Regions from separate parts of the Mus musculus genome. Here regions 1, 3, 4 and 5 are each linked to region 2. A link is a contact called in public HiChIP or PLAC-seq, Micro-C and promoter capture Hi-C data. All regions are on one chromosome and are shown on one strand. Each heading gives the region's core, a stretch centred on a gene start, on an enhancer-like site or on the middle of the called end of the contact. The rest is flanking DNA. Distances are from core to core; before and after follow the strand shown. Region 1 holds the start of Rbp1 (retinol binding protein 1, cellular). Region 2 holds the start of Spsb4 (splA/ryanodine receptor domain and SOCS box containing 4). Region 3 holds the start of Foxl2os (forkhead box L2, opposite strand). Region 4 holds the start of Nmnat3 (nicotinamide nucleotide adenylyltransferase 3). Region 5 holds the start of Clstn2 (calsyntenin 2).

What was found. Promoter capture Hi-C pulls out the DNA fragments that hold promoters and counts their contacts. A called contact is a pair of places that touch in the nucleus more often than the background predicts. HiChIP or PLAC-seq counts read pairs in DNA pulled down with a chosen protein or histone mark.
Region 1: an H3K27ac HiChIP or PLAC-seq map of embryonic stem cells shows a contact between it and region 2, with 5 times the contacts expected there. The contact joins the promoter of Rbp1 here to the promoter of Spsb4 in region 2. A contact is called at or near these places in 1 of 39 promoter capture datasets (hippocampal neurons) and 3 of 115 datasets of contacts at active chromatin or transcription factors (astrocytes, embryonic forebrain and embryonic stem cells).
Region 3: a contact with region 2 is called in a Micro-C map of embryonic stem cells, with 8 times the contacts expected there. The contact joins the promoter of Foxl2os here to the promoter of Spsb4 in region 2. A contact is called at or near these places in 1 of 39 promoter capture datasets (embryonic stem cells), 5 of 484 Hi-C or Micro-C datasets (all in embryonic stem cells) and 2 of 115 datasets of contacts at active chromatin or transcription factors (both in embryonic stem cells).
Region 4: a contact with region 2 is called in a promoter capture Hi-C map of pre-B cells, with 2.1 times the contacts expected there. The contact joins the promoter of Nmnat3 here to the promoter of Spsb4 in region 2. A contact is called at or near these places in 3 of 39 promoter capture datasets (hippocampal neurons, liver and pre-B cells).
Region 5: a contact with region 2 is called in a Micro-C map of embryonic stem cells, with 4 times the contacts expected there. The contact joins the promoter of Clstn2 here to the promoter of Spsb4 in region 2. A contact is called at or near these places in 1 of 39 promoter capture datasets (hippocampal neurons) and 2 of 484 Hi-C or Micro-C datasets (both in embryonic stem cells).

What each region holds. Positions count from the first base shown.
Region 1 is chr9:98,421,639-98,425,716 of GRCm38.p6, forward strand. Rbp1 (retinol binding protein 1, cellular) reads left to right here and starts at 1,323. Exons shown (of 4, transcript NM_011254.5): 1 at 1,323-3,413; 2 at 3,815-3,993. The coding sequence starts at 3,341.
Region 2 is chr9:97,016,516-97,020,536 of GRCm38.p6, forward strand. Spsb4 (splA/ryanodine receptor domain and SOCS box containing 4) reads right to left here and starts at 1,840. Exons shown (of 3, transcript NM_145134.3): 1 at 1,679-1,840. It overlaps Gm16010 (a long non-coding RNA gene), which reads left to right. Exons shown (of 3, transcript XR_871043.3): 2 at 112-1,251; 3 at 1,478-4,021.
Region 3 is chr9:98,954,015-98,958,294 of GRCm38.p6, forward strand. Foxl2os (forkhead box L2, opposite strand) reads right to left here and starts at 1,296. Exons shown (of 8, transcript NR_003248.3): 1 at 391-1,296; 2 at 190-220; 3 at 14-104. Foxl2 (forkhead box L2) reads left to right here and starts at 1,593. Exons shown (of 1, transcript NM_012020.2): 1 at 1,593-4,112. The coding sequence starts at 1,647. The coding sequence ends at 2,774.
Region 4 is chr9:98,294,739-98,298,816 of GRCm38.p6, forward strand. Nmnat3 (nicotinamide nucleotide adenylyltransferase 3) reads left to right here and starts at 1,832. Exons shown (of 5, transcript NM_144533.3): 1 at 1,832-2,242. Gm46126 (a long non-coding RNA gene) reads right to left here. Exons shown (of 2, transcript XR_001779264.2): 1 at 3,348-4,078; 2 at 2,459-2,641.
Region 5 is chr9:98,030,452-98,035,110 of GRCm38.p6, forward strand. Clstn2 (calsyntenin 2) reads right to left here and starts at 2,716. Exons shown (of 18, transcript NM_022319.2): 1 at 2,410-2,716. The coding sequence starts at 2,524.

The sequences.
Region 1 (4,078 bases), core at 73-2,572, 1.4 Mb after region 2:
CCCCTCCTCTCTTCTTTCCTTCCCACTCCATGCTCACCCTCCCCTGGACCCCCTTGACACTCCCTTGATTCTGCCTGACCTGAAGCTCTAGCAAGAGTCACCTTCTTTAAGGAGCTCTCCTTGATCCCCAGCACCCCCCAGAGGCCTCCCATCTCTGATGTTCTCTCCCCCGTTGTTTCTCTGTGATTACACATCACAGGTAACCCCTGAGTCACACAGAAGAGCACTTGAAACCAGCTCTTACAGAATCCAGTGAGCAGAAGGAGCATCAGCAGACAGAGAGCCAACGTAGTGCCCACAGCATCCATGGAGTGCTTTGCACTGCAGTAACTCAAAACAGGGGGTCTGCCCTAAAGCCCACACAGGCAATCTGATGCTGCAACAAGAACAGTCAGCAGCTATGACCCTTGTAGTTGCAGATGTTTACCTTCCTGGTTCCCAGGTTGGTATCGCCCCCAGGAGGTACTGAATCATTGGAGGATGAATGGGCAGAGTGTGTGGGAGGCAGGCTTTCACATTTCAAAGTCCTCTCTTCACCTTTATCCTCAGTGCCCACTGCTCTGACTTCCTGATAGAGACATGTGTAGTTATCCTCTGCCTCTGGCTCTTACAGTCTTTCTGTCCCGTCTTCAGAGTCTTAGGAGGAGGGCTGTGTGGTATAGATACCCCATTGAAGACTGCCCCAGAGCCATTCCTGCCTGTAGGCTGTCATGCTCCCCACACGACAGCAACAGACTCATATCATTCTAAGCCAATAGTAAACCCTTCTATAAGTTGCCTTTGTTTTATCACAACAAGAGAAAGCCTAACTCACTGGTTCTCAACCTTCTTAATGCCGCGACCCTTTAATACAGTTCCTCATGTTGTGGTGAACCCACCCCCCACCCCACCCCCACACACAATCACATTTCGTTGCTACTTTATAACTGTAAGTTTGTTACTGTTGTGAATTGTAATGTAAATATCTGTGTTTTCCAATGGTCTTAGGCCACCCCTATGAAAGGGTCATTTGACACATACACCACCGCCCCCTTCCCCACAAAGGGGTCACCATCCACAGGTGATACCCCGACTACCACAGAAAGCCTCCTAGGAGATCTAGAAGAGCGGGAGCTCTTGGATCTATTTAGGGCACTAGACAAAGAGACAGGCAGAGACGGTAAACTAACTGACTAGTGTGCTGTGTGCTCAGCAAACCAGCTCAGAGTAAAGGTCGAGAGACCAGGAGATGGCCAAAGTGGTCAGGGGAAGAAGGAGTGGCTAGAGCTGTGTCCTCCCTGATGAATAGCAGAGACCTGGAGCAACCTCTGTCCAGAACATAAGGATCCACTCTCAGCTCAGCAACAGACCAGGGCTTACTGTCCCTACTGTGTGTCAAGCACTACATGAGACTTTGGCATAAACCATCTCAGGAGGTTCATCTCAGGGCACAAAGGGAAGTGGCTGGAGAGGATGAAGGACTTTGGACTTGTTGGGGAGTGGATGGTGGAAGAAACGTTTGCTTAGCTTTCAAGCCTCCAGAGACCCAAACCTCCATTCCAGTGAATCAGGATGACAACGAAGCTGTGTGCCTTGGCTGCCCCTCACACAATGTCTTACACTAGATGATTTGGGCCAAAGTGCCTGAAGAAGTGGCTTCCCACACCTTTACCTTACACAGGCCTGGGACAGGCAGTCTTGACTGCCCAACCTGAGTTCTGTACTAACTGGGGAGGGGACACAGGGCCAGGATCTAGATAACAATCGGATGCCCTGAGCATGCCAGAGCAGACAAAGGACAGACCAAGGCTGTGATGGGAATCCAACTGTGGCCCTCAACCAGGGTGGGTGTGTGTGTGTGTGTGTGTGTGTGTGTGTGTGTGTGTGTGTGTTTTCTAACCCCAGAACTTAAAAATATCTGGAGATATCTTTGCAGAACTTTAGGGGACCAGGACCAGCAGTGCTACTGAAAATCTTCTAAGATTCATTTCGATAAGGCTGAGGATGAGAGTCCCTGGTGTTCAGCAAGAGAGTCCCTGAGAGAGTAAGGAGGGCTAAAATTCCAACCTTTCTCCCAGAGGACACTTGCCTACCCTGATGGTGTGCCCTTTAGTCATTTAGCTGGGGGAGGCATGGTTCTGCACTGAGAAGAAAGCATACCAGATCTCATTCCACAGGCTCCTAGGCTCTGATCTGTTGGGGGGAGGGGGGGAATTTAAAGAAATATTTAGTCTTTAGTAGGTCAAAAGGTCAGACACTGAATGTCATCTCTTTGTAACACACAGGTAGCAGGTGAGAAGGGATAAAGGTCTTCACTGCTACTGTTGCCAATGGCAACAAGGATCAGAAGCCACGGAACACGCCCACCCCCTCCCCCACCCCCTCCCCGACCCAGGTAAATAGGAGCTGAAGCTAGTAATAGAAGCTTACAGAAATACTGGGGAGTCTTTCCGTGCACAGGTATGGAAAGGGCCCAGAATATATTAACTGAAAAAAAAAAAAAACCACAAACTGTAAATTCCAGAAAAGGTCTGTGCTTTCCTTTCCTGGAAGAAGACAGAACCACACGATCCCGCAGAATAGTGTCAGTCCACACGCGCAAAAAGCCTTGGGTCTCTGACCACCACCGTGCATGGGTTCACCTGGAGCGCTTTCTTGTCCAGTGCATATTTAATACCACCAACTTCGCATCATTTCCTGGGAGAGCTGTGGGTAGTTGCTCTGCTCTTCATCCCTAGAGTTAAAACATCAGCTTCCTAGGAACTGGCCAGGCCACGGATGCTGAGCTTTAGACAAAGGCCTGTAAATGGCCTCTTCCTTGATGACGCTAGCAAACCTGAAGGAGACGCGTTTTCAACACTCAAGAGGCGTTTGAAGAACTCCCAGGGGGGTACCGGTGAGAATTCCAGGCGTTTGAAGAACTCTCAAGGGAAGTAAGGAGGGGGTACACAAAAACTAGGACCAAAAGCAACCTTTCCCCTTCCACACCTCCTCTTTCTAGGCTAGGAGGGGTTGGGTGAAAAGAGCAAATGGAAGGTCTGAACTGAAAGTGGCCAACAGCAGGGACAAACCTGGCTCTGCACCATCTTCGCCCCCGCCCCTCCCGCCCCCTGCCCCGCCCCGCCCCGATCCCCGCTCCGCCCTCTCACCCTGGGAGGAGGGATCGCTACAATGGACCCTCCTGCGGGCTTTGTGCACTCTTGGAATCCAGCTGTCGCCGCCCCGCGGAGCCCCGTGTCCCCCGAGGGCGCCCATTTCCGGGCCGTCCATCACCCGGAGTGCATTGGCAGCAACCGTCCGGGCCGAACCCACAGCCGCTCCCGCCTTCTTGGTGTCAGGCGATCCCCAGTCTGTCCCAAAAATGCCTGTGGACTTCAACGGGTACTGGAAGATGCTGAGCAATGAGAATTTCGAGGAGTACCTGCGCGCGCTCGGTAAGCGCGGCCCGCGGTTTGCAACCCCCGGCTCCCCGCAGACCCCAGTACCCCATCCCAGAGCGCGGCCGCCGGCTGCCAACCAGAGGGCCCGAGATGTTAGGGTTAATTGGTGGCAAGTGTCCGATAGCTCTCCCCGGAGGTAGATAGTTCAATCACTAGGGCAGGGCAAGCTTTGCTAGTTTGTTTTTAAAGGTCGGGGGCGGGGGGGGGGGCAACAAAACTTTGTTTTCAAAAGAATAAAAATGGAAAGGCAAGGCACAGACGGCCCTCAGAGGCCACGCAGAGTGAGCTGGAATCCCAACCTTGTTCCACTACCTAGGAACCCCGCTACCTAGGGAATCCTTTCTTATCTGAGTTTTCTTGACAACTCTGCCGCTGCTCTCTCGCACCCCTTGTAGACGTCAACGTGGCCTTACGCAAAATCGCCAACTTGCTGAAGCCAGACAAAGAGATCGTGCAGGATGGCGACCACATGATCATCCGCACGCTGAGCACTTTTCGGAACTATATCATGGACTTCCAAGTTGGGAAGGAGTTTGAGGAAGATCTGACAGGCATAGACGACCGCAAGTGCATGGTGAGGCCCCTCGACTCCTTAGCGTCACCTGCCCTCGGGTTCTGTCCTAGAGCTGGGTTAGCGTCTGGAGGGAGCAAAGATCTGG
Region 2 (4,021 bases), core at 590-3,089:
ACAGACACCCCAAATCGGTTCCCAATTGGAAGCTACGAAGCCACTGCAGTAAGTAGCATTTCTTTCCCAGCTCTGCCGTGACTTTTGACTTCTTCTGGTTTTTCCTTGCAGATTTTATTTCTATGTCACTGAATATCCTTAAAGTCGAAGAGAAATGAAAACTGAAGAGATATTTGCATGGCATAGCTGGTGAATCTAATTTTGTTCGCAGCTTGCCAGAAGTGGCTTAAATTCTTTTTACCGTCCTTGCTGTGGAAATCTGAAACATGGATTCAGGGTGTGTGTCTCAAAAACTGTGGCCGTCTGTAAAGGATGTCTATACCACACTTTTGACATTTTGTTGTTCTGCATAGAGGGTTTATCGGGCAGCCCAAAACCAATTGGGAGAGCGAGTGGAGCAGCGAGGTTGAAAGATCCTCCATCACCCTGAGCAATAGAAACTGCAGGCTTTAGTTGAAAGACAGAGGTGCCAAAGTGAGGAAACAGACAGGAAGCCTCAGGGGTTAGTCGCTTTCCACAGGGCACAGTGGGAAGTGAACTTTCCCCTTATCTCTTCTAAATCTAGATAGGCTCAACAACTGTTAGGGGCAGATGAATGGAAGGATAAGAGATGTTCACACCAATTCCTGGAGTAGGGAGGGAGAGGAACCAGGAGAAGGGGAAGAAAGGGGGAGGGGAGGAGGGCGAGGGGAAGCACAGAGCAGCGGACCTTAGAAGAATCGCTCAAGGTCACACCGCGGGATGGAGCTGAAAGCCGAATTCAAATCCAAGCCCGGGACTGCAGGACTGAAAGTTCTAGATAGAGCCACACAAACGTGCTCTCTTCTCTCTTCTTGACTCAGCAGCTCTCGCTTGGCCACGGGGCGGTGGGAATCACACTTCCTGGGCCTTTCTAGCCGGGAGTTTGGGGTCCCTTGTTTTTCCTGGACTTATTTGCCGCACTCCGGGCTTTGGCTTCCTCCTCCCTGCTTCCCAGAGCAGAATCCGGAGCCACCTATTCTCTCCAAGTTTGTCTCGCAGCCAGGCTGGGAACCGTGCGCGAGCGACTCCCGGACCCGGCAATCAGTCTTCCCTGCCCCAGCGTCGGAGACGAACAATCACCACCAGCGGCTGCTGAGTGCTAGACGCTTTACTCCCACAGCTCCAAAAGCCACAGACGAGCAGACCCCCAGAAATTAGTCCTCGCCACTCAGATGAGGCAGCTCTGCGAAATTGGATGATGTGCTTGGACTCACAAGGCTAATAACGCTAGTTAGTATCTAAGTGCTTTCTGAATGCCAGACGCGGGTCTCCGCACCACCCCAGCAGTTCCTCCAACACTCTAGTAAAAAAGGGCACACTATCACCCCCATCTTATGGATGAGGAAACCGTGGTTGTGGCACCTGGCCCAAGGTCACCCCAGAGAGTGACGGATATACGACCGGAACATAGTCGGTTGAGTCTGGGTTCAATTTGTGTGTGTTGTCTCCACTACAGGGAGAGCAGCGGTTTCAAACCTACAGTACCAGAGGCTGACCTCAACGCAACGCCCGAGGCTGGGCGCAAACCAACCAGTTCGGAATGCCATAATTCACAGAGACATTCCCACGGACCGGAACCAGAGAGTCCCCCAAGAGCACCGAGTGTGACCGGTACTGGCGGACGATCACCCCTTAGCAGGAGCTGGAGAACACTTACCATAAAAGAGAGGGCGAGCGCCTGCCTGGGAGGAATCCCCAGCGCTGGCAGGTCCGGGACTCCCGGGAGAGAGGTCTGCTGCCACTGCCGCCCACGCAGGGGCGCCCGAGCGACCCCGCGGATGCTGGCTGCTGCTTCTCAACCAGCGGCGCGTCCTCTCGACTTGTATCCGGCGGCAGCGCCCTCTCGCTCCGCAGGGTGCCCTGGAGTTAGGGACGTTCTTGGAGAAGTTGACGCTCGGGAGAGGCCGCCGAGGTCCGGTCCCGAGTAGTGAAGTGCCCCACTGCGCTGATCTCAGCGAGATGCGGAAGCCCTTGCCCTGATGGCCCTAAAGCTTGGCGCCTGACCTGGAGAGCGACGAGTCCCGCGCTCAGGGCACACGGGCCGCACCTCGGCCGCCCGTCCCCGGAGCACCGGGTTTCTTCCCTAGAGCACTGAGCACACGCCGCGAGGGCTGCAGTGGTGGCCAGGGCCCGGGCAGCTGTGCGCTCATTGCCTTCCCCAGGGGCTGAGCGCCTTTGTGCGCCGGGCGCGCCGACCGCCAGGGCCAGCTCTGGATGCTGCAGCCGCCGCCTCCCCCTCCTCCTCCACGGCCGCTCGCTCCCCGCCTTCCCGGCCGGCCCGGAGGCTGCAGCTGAAAGCCGATCCGGCTGAGCTCATCCCTGAAGGCCACTAATCCAATAGCCGCGGAAGGCGCGGCCGCCGGGAACGCCCCTTCCCCCACCATCCCGCGCCCCGGCCGTCCCAGCTCGGGCCGCTGCCGGCTCTGCCACCTTCTGGAGGCCACCAGCTGGCGGGAAAGGGAAGTGGAACCCTCGCCCGCGCCCCTGGGCCGAAGTGGCGCGGACGCCATTCACTCATCTGCGGACTGGCTAGCCTAGACACTCGCTCACACACGCGCTCATTCATGCGCATGGGTCCTCCCCCATTCATTCAAGCGTGCCTAGAGAGCCACGGTGGGTGTCCCTAGGGGCGGGGATGAAGAGAGGAGACATCACGGTCGCCAGATAGCTTTGGAGCCTGTATTGAAGGCCTGCGGGAAACAACGACTGGGAAAGAGAATGCTTTAATATACCCCCTTGCCTTAGGCACACACATGTCCACACTTTATTTCTGAGGCCAGACTCCAACTCATCTTTCAGAATCCAATTTCACGCAGCACCTGCTCCATGGTGCTTTTCCCCTGACCACCTGAGGCCCGAGAGAAGGATCATCGATCAGAGGGCTACCGAGAGCGCTGAAGGATGGCGGCTCCCTCGGTAACCAGAGCGCAGAGATAAGAGGGCGTGGCCAGAGCGAGGGATGCTCTGTACCTCCAAGTTGGCTTCCTTCCAGGCCAGGGCATCCTGCTTTCCATGCCAGAGTTGACATTAGGTCCATTCCATAGTCTTAACTGACCTCACCCCTCAGAAAGTGTCCTTTTTTTTCCCCCCATGTACACAGAAGATAAGCACCTGTAATTCAGCCCTGTGAGGGAAATGTGTTGACCAAGGCTCCAGGGTACCTCTCCCAGACTGGGGAGGGCAATTTGAGAATGTTTCCTTGTGGAAGTGTCTGCATGAATGAGCTGCTAGATGCAGAGACATCATAGTCTCATGGTAGGTACCTGTAACAGCCTGTGGTATGACTGGAGCCAAAACAGGAGGTAAGATGAAACGAGAGTAGGTACTTAGGGTCTTGGAGAGCATCCAAAGGGCTTGGCTTTTCCCCAAGATCAGTTTGGCAGGCCTCTTGACCTTCACAGATTTGCTGTCCAGAAAGATAATCCAGTGGCAGGATGGATAGATGGATGAATAGCACTGGCCAGCTTGGAAGCTGCTTCAGAGATCCAGGCAGTCAATGATGCTTTGTCGATTAGGACAGCTCAGTGGTGTGGCAGAGGGGTATTCTGAGCAAGTATTTGTGGCGCTCTTGGTTTTATTTGGGCTGCTTCATCTATATCTGCATGTCTGTCTCTCCGTACCTGTGTGTCTCTGCTCTTGGGACTGCACAGAAGAGCTGCTGAAGGGAATGTGACCCATGCACACATTTCCTTGTCCCCCCGAGTCCCCTCCCTCCCCAGGACATTTCTGGAGTACGTGCTCTGACCACGGCTGTGGTGCTAACAGAGCTGGACATCGTGAAATGAGAACCGAGGAAAACTCAGCAAACAGGAACTTAAGCAAGACTTTTCAAGGACTGGAGAGATGACTCAGACGGTTAAACCAGGCAGTGGGTGGTGCACGCCTTTAACCCCAGCATTCACTAGGCAGAGGCAGTCAGATCTTTTAGTTCAAGGCCAGCCTAGTCTACAGAATGAGTTCCAGGACAGCTATGGCTACCTAGAGAAACCCTGTGTCAAAC
Region 3 (4,280 bases), core at 46-2,545, 1.9 Mb after region 2:
TGACAGGGCACACCTGATGTTGTGCTGGCACGGAAGGAATTCCTCTAAGTCCGTTTTCTATTTTCGGAGATGTAACTGGATCCCCACCAGACTTCGGCTATTATCTTAAAAACAAGGGGAAAGACTACTGTCCATTCGTGACTGGGACGCGAGAAAGCGCCTCCCCAGCCTGTGGTTTTCCTTCCTTACCTATGCTGGAAGGAGAAGATGCAGGTAACGGCTGTAAGGGTAGGAAGGACAAAGGAAGACAGGAAAAAAAAAAAAAAAAGAGGTTGTATCCACGAACCATGTTCATGGATACAACCATGTACTCTGGTGCTTGATTCATACACCTCACTAAGCAAAAATAAGCAAATACAAGTCTCACACATTGTACATATATAAGCATACCTGGGTTTCTGAACAGCACACTTGCGCAGTATCACGTGTGTCTTTAAGAACAGATTTTTGCCCCGTGCCTTCCACGCGTGACACTTGTGCACGCAACAGTCCCCAAAGCCCCTCAGCAACATCCTCGTCTGTGTCCAAGCCAGAGTACAAGGGATACCACTTGATCTTTAAAACACACACCCAAATTGTGGGATTGCAAGGCGAGTTCCAAGGAGAAAGCTGGTCCCTACATCCACCTCAGCACAGAGAAGCGAAACGTCCGATGCCAGTGAGCGGTACTCCTGGGTGTCTCTTCCCAGCGATCCTCTCCCCAGCCTCAATTGGGCTCAGAGAGCTCGAGGGACAGAGCAGGCCGAAGCTTCTGCCTTCCGTGACACGAGCTCTGAGCTGGTTTACCTCCAGCTGCCGCAAAGTTCGGCCACTCCACCCCGGTCCGGCCCCCTTGCCATCTCGCCCCTCCCTAAGCCTCAAAGCTAGAAGTCTAGCCCCAGCACAGCCCGAAGCACAGAGCAAAGGGTTTTGTTTTCTTTCACCTGAAAGCTGCCCAGAGGCTTGGATCACCTCTCCTCGCTGGGGTCAGCATTCCCGGGGCACTGGCAGGGCGCAGCGAGCCCCAACCAGGGCTTTTCGGCGAAGCAAACACCCGCAGATTTTCAAGACTCGTAAGAGCGTGAGGCAGGCTGTTGGCTGGGCCCGGGAGGCTCCGGAGGCTCGGGAAGGCCGGTCCAAGTTCTGCCGGCCGTTTAAAAAAAAAAGGAGACTTAGAGATGAACTCGCCCGTGCGCTGCTGGCTGCCCCGCTATAGGGGCGAAGGCCCCTGACGCAAGCGGAACTCTGCGGAGCCCATACGAATCAGAACGGAGCGAGGCTCCTGGCGCACTAGGGACTCCAGGAGGCGGCTGCGCCAGAGACGCGGGTCGCGCCTCGGGGAAACCGGGCGGTGGGGGGAGGGGAGAGCTCAGCCAAGAAAACCCACCGAGGCGGGGACTGGCCTGGGCGGGGAGGGGCGGCGGGGCCGGAGCCCCTCGCTGTTGGGCAGACTCCCGATGGCCAGAGGCTGACTTCCACTCCCGCAGACCGCTCCCCGGGGGGAAAAGAGAAGAGAGTGAGAGCCGCGCGAGGCCTCCGGTCCCCGCAGCCTGCAGAAGTTAGAGGCTCTGCGCCGAGCGCACACTCCTGCGCCCGCCTGCAAGGCGAGCCTGCACCAGGAGAGCACAGCCTCCGGGCTGCCCGGCCGCGGAGAGCCGGCTTTTGTCATGATGGCCAGCTACCCCGAGCCCGAAGACACGGCGGGGACCCTGCTGGCTCCGGAGAGCGGACGCGCAGTCAAAGAGGCCGAGGCGTCGCCGCCGAGTCCCGGCAAGGGAGGCGGGACAACACCGGAGAAACCAGACCCCGCGCAGAAGCCCCCGTACTCGTACGTGGCGCTCATCGCCATGGCGATCCGCGAGAGCGCCGAGAAGAGGCTCACTCTGTCCGGCATCTACCAGTACATCATAGCCAAGTTCCCGTTCTACGAGAAGAACAAGAAGGGCTGGCAGAATAGCATCCGCCACAACCTCAGCCTCAACGAGTGCTTCATCAAGGTGCCGCGCGAGGGCGGCGGCGAGCGCAAGGGCAACTACTGGACGCTCGACCCGGCCTGCGAGGACATGTTCGAGAAGGGCAACTACCGGCGCCGCCGCCGCATGAAGCGGCCCTTCCGGCCGCCGCCCGCTCACTTCCAGCCCGGCAAGGGGCTCTTCGGGAGCGGAGGAGCGGCGGGTGGCTGCGGCGTGCCCGGAGCTGGGGCCGATGGCTATGGCTACCTGGCGCCACCCAAGTACCTGCAATCGGGGTTCCTCAACAACTCCTGGCCCCTGCCGCAGCCTCCCTCGCCCATGCCCTACGCCTCCTGCCAGATGGCGGCGGCTGCGGCGGCCGCTGCTGCAGCCGCTGCAGCCGCCGGCCCGGGCAGCCCCGGTGCAGCCGCGGTGGTCAAGGGGCTGGCGGGCCCCGCCGCCTCCTACGGGCCGTACTCGCGCGTGCAGAGCATGGCGCTGCCTCCGGGCGTCGTGAACTCCTACAACGGCCTGGGGGGCCCTCCTGCCGCACCACCGCCGCCGCCACCGCCGCCGCACCCTCACCCGCACCCTCACGCACATCATCTGCACGCGGCCGCTGCGCCCCCGCCAGCCCCGCCACACCACGGGGCTGCCGCGCCTCCCCCGGGTCAGCTCAGTCCCGCCAGCCCGGCCACCGCCGCGCCCCCGGCACCCGCGCCCACGAGCGCGCCCGGCCTGCAGTTCGCCTGCGCCCGGCAACCCGAGCTCGCCATGATGCATTGCTCATACTGGGACCACGACAGCAAGACGGGCGCGCTGCACTCGCGTCTGGATCTCTGAGTGCCAACGCGCGCGGGAGCGGTCCCCCACCCCTATCCCGGGAGTGGAGGAGCCGAGCTCGGGTCGCAGCCGCAGCAGCCAGCCTGACAGCGCGCACTCCGGGACAGCTTCTGGATGCAGAGCCCTCGAGCGGTCTGCCCTTCCTCGGTCCGCCCCGCTCCTGCGACTCCGCTTTGTCGCCTCCGCTGCTCCTCCGGTGCTCTTCCCCGCCGCGGCCTCTGCTTTCCCGTGCTGCTGGCCGGAGGCCGCCCACTCCGTGCTTTCCGCGGGCCTCCTCTCCTCACCGCAGGGAGTGAGTCCCCGGCCGAGGTGCGGTCGAAGTGTCTGAGACGCAGCTTACCTCTTGGCCCTCTCTTCCAGGTCGGTGGACTCAAGCTCGATTTTATTTTTAATTCCCCACCCCGACTGTCTGCGACTAGAAGCGCTAGGCTGCTGGGGGAAGAGGGACCCACACTACCGGAGAATGGAAAGAACGTGTCTGGTCGCTCTGCGATCCCTCCTGGAACTGATCAGAAGCCGCTTGCAGAGGGGCCCACTGGGCGGGGCGGGGGTTGAGCCCCAGGCTGGAGCAGGGACAGCCTCGTTCCGCGGCCTGCAACCGAGTTCTCATCCCCCGCTCCTTGTGAGGCCGTGGTGCCTCCGCTCCGCAGAGCACCGCATAGGGCACCTCCAGGCCAGGTCTTTATGAAAAAGATTGGTGAGGCTTTTGAAAATATTAAAAAATACTTTTTAAAGAAAAAAAGAAAGAGGGAGAGAATAAAACATTCATGGGGGGGTGGGGAGGAGAAATGTAATGGCCTTGGAGTTTGCTAAAACCAAACAACAAAATCAAAAGTTTTGGTTTTCTTCATCGACCCTGCTGGGAAATTTGTGTAAGAATTCCCGTGGTGACTTCATTAGGCTGTGTTCAGAGGGAGGAGAAAATAACTAGCTAAAATAAGGTTTCCACTACAAATTAGGAATTTCTTTTCTATTTAAAAGTTGAACTCAAAACAAATTTCCCCGGATCTTCCGATTCTGCCCCGGATGCCAGAAGAGATCTCTGCCTGGCTGGTACACACCGCCCAGATGACACTCCTATCCCTGATTTTTGTTTTTCCAATGTCTTGTTTCTTCCACCTTCGGAAGGAGAAATGTGAAACTCGTCATGGCCGGCCCACACGGGCTTGTGGCCCCAGCCGGCTGGCCCGAAATCCCGTGACCTGGTGGTTGAGTAATGTCTTTCGGGGACCAAATTTTCTAGAGGGAACTAGAGCACTTTTGTTGTGTTTGTACGTGTGTGAGGGCGTCCCTTGTCAATTCCCAAATAAATTTTTTTGTTTTTTGTTTTTCTTTTAACACGGACTTGCATTGTTTCTTTTACACCGTAGTTCAGCAGCTAGCTAGCTAAGAGAGCGAGCCTTTCAAGAAAAATTGTGTTCTTTTAAAAAGTGACACAAACAAGAGTTGAGGACAACCCGGGTGGCAGGCGCTTTGGGCTGTCGCTGCTGCTTTGTTTTTCAGGAG
Region 4 (4,078 bases), core at 582-3,081, 1.3 Mb after region 2:
GCACATATTCTCCATCAAATCCTTTCTGTGATGGTATCTCTAGATGTCTTCCTTTAGTGAACAGGGTCATAGAGAAATTAAATGTACCCAGAGGCTCCCATTCTACTTATGATGGAGTAGCCAGCTGTGACGGGGATCCTGTTATTCCCCTTCAGAATAAAAGCAGCTAGGCTTCGGTCCAGCCTGGGTTTCTCAGGCCTGCCTCTCCCCGCTATGTTAGCTAAAGCCTGGCTGTTATATAAGGTTTGTGCTGCCTTCCCAAAGCACACAGTGCTTCTCACCCAGTCTTCTCTTCAGCCAGGCCTCAGTCTTCCATGATGCAGGGTGGAAATCTTCCTCTGAAGGAGAAGTCATTGTTCAGGCTCTCTCTGGCTGGCTGTGTCTAGTCTCTGCCTCCACAGCCCCGGGTCCTGACTCAGAAAGACTTGGCCTTTGGTTAATTTATGAAAGTAAACCAACCTGTAGGAGTGTGTACACTACATATGCTCACAGATGCCTCCAAATTTTGTGACACACCACCTACGCTGCTGGCATCAGTAAGAAACTATCCAAAGGACACTGTACACTTAGCTACTATCGTGCTGCTTGAACCTCCTCCAAAGCCATCGAGGTAGAGGGTTGTTTCTACTGATTACAGGGAAGGAAACTGAAACCTGAGTAGGTAAAGCTGCTTGCTTGGGGTCACTTTATGGAGGTGCATTGTACCCTAAGTTTCCCAGAAGAAACGCAAAGGGCACAGGGTCTACTGCCTGAGTGGGGAGGTATCTTTTCCCTGGTTTCTTAGTGGGGCTACCTGTGTGCCCACATACTGATTAATGGCAAAGGTGTGGCCCTTCCTAAGAGCCTGGGAATATCATGGGAGACTGGGGATAGAAACTGGGTCCAGAGCTAGCTCTCCACCCAGGAGTTGATTTATCACTGTGGCTAGGAGGAGGGGGGAGCTTAAATGTTTAGCATTCACAAGCCTTGACATCACCCTTGATTTTTCCCCCCACCCTGCAACTCACTCCATTAGGATTGACAGGCCACGGTGAAGCTTCTTGTGAGGGCTGGGCAGTTATAGAGGGTTATGGGAGGCTGAGAAACTACTCTGCATTAGCGAGGCAAATTAAGGTTCTAAATTACACAAAGACCTCCGGGAGTAGGTCCTGAATCTCCAAGGATTCGGTTGCAATTTCTTAGTATGAATGAATATACTTGCCAGAAAGTCCTAATTGTATTTTCTTTCTAAAATAGCCCCCATTTTCCCCTCCCCCAAACTGTGCCAGCTTCAGAACCCCATCCCCCCACAACCTTTATCCTCACCAAGGCAGAGCTGGAGAATAGAGGTGTAAATGTGTCAGAAGAGGGAAGCAGGGGCCCAGGAAGAGTAAATCCTCATCTAACATGGCAGAAAGTCAATAGATAAATCAAGAAATCGCTATGTAAGCTCTTTTTCTTTCTTTCTTTCTTTTTTTTTTTTTTTTTTTTTTTTTTTGCGACAAAAAGTGACCATCCAAGGAAGGGACTGATGAAAAAGGGCTCTAGGTAGAGCAGAACAGGAGGGGCTTGTTTCTTTCATTGTAAGTAGCTATTTTATACTTTAAGAACTGTTCATACATTGCTTGATATGGTTTTAATTCAGGCTTTTAAAAACCAGAGTGAAAGTTAGATGAAAGAAACAAACAGAATACAAAACTAAAAAAAAAAGTAAAAAATGAAAACACAGAGCAGAAAGGCCACAGATGACAATCTACTGAGGACCTGAAGAGCGGGGGCGGGGCACGGGGCGTGGTCTTAGGTCGCTGAGGGGGCGGGGCAAAGCTCCGCTCTGTCTCCCGGGAGTTCCGCCCACAGCAGGAAGCTGGGAGCGCAAGGTCAAGTTCACTCGCGGCTCCGCCCCCAGCCTGGGTCAAGACTAGTTAGTCTTAGGGCGATCTGCGGGGTGACCCATCCTGGTCGAGCAGCAGATCCGCGGTCCCTGTTGACTCTGAGCGGAGCCCCGCGACGCGCAGGTAAGCACAGCCAGCGACCTTGGCTGCCTGCTTCGCCCGCGTGGGTGTCCACGAAGCCTTGAGTCCCCGCGTACCTACCAGGCCCACGTGACTCTCGGGGGCGGCGACTCGGGCGCGCGCGCGCACGACAGAGTCAGATGGCTGTGGAGCGCAGAACCACGCTAGCCCCACGGTCACTTTTCTGACCGATTGGCTCGAGCTGACACGGGTTCGGATCCCCCCTGCAGCACGTTTACAGTCAGTTAAAAGTAAGTGTGTGACAATTACAGCGTATTGTTCAGTGTTCTCTTTCTATTGGCCTAAGTGGGGTTCCAGCGATTGTCACGTGTAGCGTGCTGCCCCGCAGAGCACAGACTAGCGAGGAGACCTCCAGCAAAGGCAAACCACACACATTAAAGTATGACAGTTCAAATTAGTAGGAGCTGTGGAGATAATTTTTAAGATAAGTAAATAAAAGCGCAGGGTGCTGGAGAAGTTTTATTACGTTTCCCGTCAGCAAAACCTGCTGGAGCTAAAGCTACCCCGTGAATGACGGAATTCCAGACATAAAGTAAGGCTTGGGAAGGAGGTTCCCTTGGGATCGTCCTGCAGAGAGCTGGTGCCTGCGAGTTCCTGTCCTAGTTAGTCGACGTCAACAAGTGAGTCATCTGGAAAGAGAGAACTTGGAGTTTTTAAATGCCACCATTAGACTAACCTGACCAAAAGGGTGTGGGGGCATTTTCTTGATTACTGATGTATGTAGGAGGGCTCAGCCCACAGTGGGGGATTCCACCACACCCTTTCCCACGTCCCCCACCCCAGTGGTGGTCCTTAGTTGTAATAGGCTGAGCAAGCCTTGGAGAACAAGCCAGGAAGCAGTGGTCCTCCATGGCCTCAGCTTCAGCCCCTGCCTGGATTTCTATCATTAATGGGACTGTGACGTTGGGAGAGCAAGGCAAATAAAGGCTTCCTACCCGAGTTGCTTTTGATCAGGGCATTTGCCTCGGCAGTTTCTTAAGCCACTGTTCTAAGATGGGACTGCTTGTACTACCAGGAAATGGGTTTGTGGGAAGCAGCTGCCAGAGCTGTTCAGACAGCAGCGGGCACAGCAGGGGTGAAGGTATCTCTGCTCCTCAAGACTGAACTTGAGGTGTCTGTCTCAGAGTAAGCTTCCCCCCCCCCCCCCCCCGCCTTAGTACATTCCCCTCTGACAGATGAGTAAACTCTCACAATACAGCCTGTTCTCTAAGTTGAGGACTGGTTTAACCATTTTTTGGAAACACTTGGCTCATGCCTTTCCCTTGACACTAAGGGTTAGGAGAAGCCAGATACAAGACCTGCTCTCCTGGAGCCTGTGCAAGGTTGGCCACTTACCATGCGGACTCTGAGCCTTGTGAGGGAAGCTGCCTTGTTTCCATTTAGCATTTAGGCCAGTGGTTCTCAGCCTTCCTGCTCCTGCAGTCCTTTAATACAGTTCCTCACGTTGTGACCTCGTCATAAAAATTATTTCATTGCCACTTCTGAACTGTAATTCTGCTACTGTTATGAATTATAGTTTAAATATTTGATAGGCAGGATATCTATGTGAGCCCCCAAATGGGGTTGCGACCCACAGGTTGAGAACTGCTGGTCTAGGTACACATTTCCCAGCAAGCACCACCTGATCCCGCCAGCCCCAAGAGGCAGCTCTTCCACTGGCAGCTCTCTCCCCTGAGGCACCGTCTCTGCTGGCCCCTTGCTGAGGACCCCTCAGAACTTGAGACCAGCACAGATTTGAGAGAGTGGCTTCAGGAAACACCTGTCAGCTGCTTGGCATTTACATGTGTGTGTATTTATAATATCTTCTTTATATTTTTAAGGTTATAATATAATTACATCATCCCCCCTTTTCTCCCTTCAAAACCCTCCTGTATATCCCTCCTTGCTCTCTCAAATTCATGCCTCTTTCTTTCTTTATTATTAATACATATATGTGTATTATGTATGTATATATTGTATGGTATACACATGTATAATATATACACATTATATATATATATATATATATATATATATATATATGATATTTATGTGTTAACAACAATTAATGAAAAAAGAGGCTTGGT
Region 5 (4,659 bases), core at 1,466-3,965, 1.0 Mb after region 2:
CAGCAGAACACCTGTAAAAAGTTATTTAGAGGGTGTGTCCAACTCACAAGGTCTGTACCCCTCAGCTAAGGCATCGTCATGCACACTCCTGGTTGTCTTCTTTCTACCCGTGAACTCGGAAGTGCACTGAGAAAGACAGCTGTCTCTCTGTTCAGTCTCTCTCAAGGGCCCTCCTGAGTCTTCTCCTTTTTAACGATGGGAATAGAAATGATAGAAGCCTTACAAAACAGCGCTATCAGAGGCAGTGTGTGTTACGTGCAAAACTCAGTTTTATTGTTCCTCCCAAATAGTCCTCAGGGGTTGTACAATTTAGAAATGTAAACTTCAAGTGCACTGAAATAAAGAAAGTCTGACCTGTAAATGTTAAATAAACTGTTATAATAAATGTGTCTGTTGTGACCAAATAGTCCTTGTTTCGAAATAAATAAATTAAATAAATAAATAAATAAATAAATAAATGGTGCTCTTTGCAGCCCCCTTGTGGCTTGAAGGGGAAAGACAAGGAGAATCCAGAGTAGCTCCTATTCTCAAGGCCAATAAAACTTTTAGAGTAGAATGACAAATAGCTTTAAATGTGAAATGGATATATTCTAAGGGAAGAAAATTACGGATTTAAATTATTTTATATACAATTATTTACATAATCTAGACCTGTGGAAGCCTGCATTTGTTGTGGCTTTTTGTTCTCTCCCTCTCCTCTCATTTCCCATTCTTGGCAAACTCAGCAAGGTGTTACAGGAGGGGCTCTCTTCCCAAATTACTCCTTCTCTAATCCTTACTCACCGTGAGCTCCCCTGAAAGGATGAAATCTGCCTACCTGTCAAAGTGTCCGTACTGGAAGAACAGACTGTTCGGACGCTCGGTTTCTATCCTTATTTTCACCAGAACAACAGCAACAGCATAGTACATTGGTCCCTTCATACAGACAACCTTTTACCATACCACTTTTAAAAAGACATTTTCATGATGAATTTTTCTGTCTTCTCAAAAAAAGAAAAAAAGAAAGAAAGAAAAAAGGAAGAAAGAAAGAAAGAAAGAAAGGAAGAAAGAAAGAAAGGGAAAAAGAAACTCCTTGAGGAAGAGGAGAGGTACGTGTTAGAAAGACACCTGTGCATAAAATCTTTTCCATTTTATGTCACCAGAAATCAATAGATTAAAAAGAATAGGAGCACCTCTTTTCCCAAATTTATCACTTGCAAATGTCAGGAGAGGCCGCTCTCAAAGTCCAGACAAGGCAAATGGAATGGCCTGCTTCCCCAATTGCCCTGTCTCCGGAGAGATCCAGGCTGCTGTGCTTTTCATACCAGCTCAGCCAACAAACCTCTAAATCAAGCTGTCTCTACTTGGGAATCTTTTTCCAACAAGGACAAAAACTCTGTTTTCAAAATATCGCCAGACAGAATTCCAAGGACCATATGTCACCCGTTCACCTGGCAGAAATCAAAAGCACGCCCTCCTCGTCAACAGTGCAGAGAATCAACAAGTTACCACTTAAGCCAAACGCTCCATCCTGCAATCTGCTACAGTCTCCCTGAGCCCACCATCATCCACCCCAATTGGGCTCCTGCGATGCTTCCCAGCTTTTGGCTACCGCGTGACCTTCTGTTCCAGACCCGCCCTCCAGATGCAGGCTCCCCAACCTGCGCTTCTCCCAGCGCTCCCAGACAGCTGTCAAAGTCTGGGGCTTGCGGGCTTCAGGTTCCCCTGATAACGCCAGCGTTCAGGAGAATCTTAGAGGATTAGAGAGGTCAAGATCAACTATAAAGACCAGAGAGGAGCTCTAGGCTCGGAGGCTCGGTCCTCCGAAGAAAAGCAGAGTGTGAGCCGCAGTAGCAACCATCACATCCCGCGCTTCTTCCGGACTCTGCCCATCTTGAGGGCGTGAGTTCCCAGGGGAGCCAGAGCCCGCGCTGCGGAGGAGCAGGAGGAGCGCCTGGGTGCGGGCAAGGCTTTCAGGAGCCTACAAGTTCCCACGCCATCCTCAAGCTGGAGTGCCAGTCCAGCTCGTCTCGCTGCTTTGAAGACGCCCCTGGTTCTTGCCCCCAAAGCAGAAGCAGACAGACACCTGCTTCACCCACTCCCCAGCCCCCGCTACAGCGCCCATGTCCTGCCTTGCTCAAAGCATCCCTGAGCCAAGCCCCGCGATGCTCCCACCCCAGCACACAGGGCCCCCAAAGTTCTCTATACTCCATAGACCTCCCCTTCTCCTTGGCGCCTGGACCCCGCCCAGAGGTTGGGCTGGAGAACCTCTTGGGTCCACAGTTTAGGGCGCACACTTCGAGGACGGTGCGCGCAGAAGCCGAAGCTGCCACAAGAAAGGGCGGGTGTTAGACGAGTAAGTCCAGGGTCTGCACCCTCGAGCCCGCCCTGCTTCCTTCCAGAAGAGGAACAAACTTCCCCAGCACCCACCTTTCGCCACGAGGAGGCGGCGCCGCCGGCTGTCTCCGCCGTCTCCACTGCCGCCGCCGCTCCCTACGCCCAGCGCCAGCAGGAGCGGCACCAAGCACAGCCTCCCCGGCAGCATCCTCGCCGCCTGAGCCGCCACCGAGCTGCAGCCGCCGCCTCCTACCGCTCGCGCCGGCCTCGCCTGCCGGTGTCCGCTGGCGTCCGCTGGTGTCCGCCGGTGCCTGCCGCGCCGCCTCCCTGGAGCTGCCGGGTGCGCTTCTGGAGCCGCCGCCGCCGCCCTCACTCACCGCCTCCGCTGCCCTTCGCCGCGTCGCTCGCTCTCCCGCAACAGCAGCACTCACTGGCGCGGACCCGGAGCGGCTCCAGCGCTCACCCCGGGACGGCCCGTGACGTCACGGAGGGAGGGAGGTGGCTCGTGCATATTCATGAGACGCGGACATCGGCGCGGGGTTGCGCGCTCCCCCGCCTCGCAGCTCCGGCCCCCAACTTTCCACAGCCATCCCCTATGCCGCTCGCTCGCGTGATCCGACTCGGTCAGGCGCCGGTTCCGGCGGGTGGAACCCATGCGGGAGGCTCCAGGGGAGCCTTAGGGCCTGGCGTCCCCCCCTGCGGCTCTCCAAACTGCAGCCCCGAGGCACTGCGAGCGCCACAACCAAGTGATCGCCCGAGGACCTTCTGTAAAGATGCAGGCGACCCTACTGTGATGCGCCCTTTGAACCGACATCCCTGCGGAGGGGCCAGGATGCTGTCTCTGTGGACCCTGCCCTTGGATATGGTCTAGGGATGGACGCTCTATGCCGCCTGGTCTGGGGAGGGCGCCAGGCGCTCACTAGAGCTGCAAAAGGCCACTGCCTCTAGGAGTTGTAGGGCAGAGATCACTTAGGACCTGCGTAGCAATGCCCGGGCTCTGTGCCATCTCAGTGAAGCAGGCACAGCCACTGCTAGAGTCAAAAGGACTAGCTAAAGTCAGAAAAGGCAACTGTCAGTCTTCAGTGGGAAGCACATTCAAACTTCTCCCTCAGAAGTTGCCACCTTTACATTGTCACTACCTAGGTAAGAGTATGCCATTTGGTATCATGCCTTCTAAAATCTCAAGCCAAGGAACACTGTCTCTGGAGGTGGGGTTCATATAGTTCTCCACCACAATACACCCCCAACCACCATCAGGCTGCCAAAGGATCAAGAAGGTTCCCAGTAAAATCAACTAACCGCTCGGAAGAAATCACTATATTTCCATAGATGTACTATTTTCTCACGATCCAAGGGTCATGTGCAGTTGAGAAATGAGGCAAAAAAAAAAAAAAAAAAAACCAAAAAACAAAAAAAAAACAAAAAACACAGAAACAAACAAAATTATCCTTTCATTCATCATCCCGTTCAAGACATTTCCTGAGCACTAAATGATTGTGGATGCCCCGTTAGGCAATGAAGGACACAAGGTCTTTGTCCCTCTTGGAGAAGCCAAAGGGGATGAAAGCAGTTAAAGTCCCCCGCTTTATGGTCCTGCACATTCTTTATGTTGCTCGATATGAGCCTGTACAAATCAATTAGCCAAATGTGTATATTGCAACACTGACTGAACAGCATCTCATAATTAATAAGTGTAGTTCGGAGTACTCAACCAAGCCATAAAATACATTAAGAGCCTTCTGCTGCCCAGCCTCCCTGTGTGGTCCTGGCAGCACACTGGGAGACTGTGGTGTTAAAAACAAACTTCAACATTTGAGACCTCAAGAGGTGCTCAACAGCTGCAAATCCTGGTGGCTGCAGGGGACTCAGCTCTTTGGCCAGCAGGTCCCCTTTAGTCCATGAAGCAACACCTGTGCTATTGTTCTTGTTTCTGGAGTAAGGTCACTCCTTTACCCAAGGTAAAGAGCTACCAAGTTCCAAGCCAACATCAAGAGACCTCTCACCCTTCTCAGATTTTAAAGTTATAATCCAGAAGGAGGTAGATGCTGACCATGCAAAGTCAGAGAAGCCAGTGAATGAGAGAAATGTAAAATCGACCCATTTTTTTATCCTTTGTGCTCCATCCCATTTGGCTGATATTTACCCCCCTTGTTTACTCAGACAAGAACCTCCTTACTGACTGAACATCATCCCTGGAGGTCCTTAAGCTAACTGTTGTTAAAGTCATCTGGTCCCAAGTATTTGACATGAAGTTTCAAATTCAGACCAAATAATGAGAAGCAGAACAGAGAATGAAAAGAAGCAGAACAGAGAATTATAAAACATCCCCAAGAAAGAAATGGC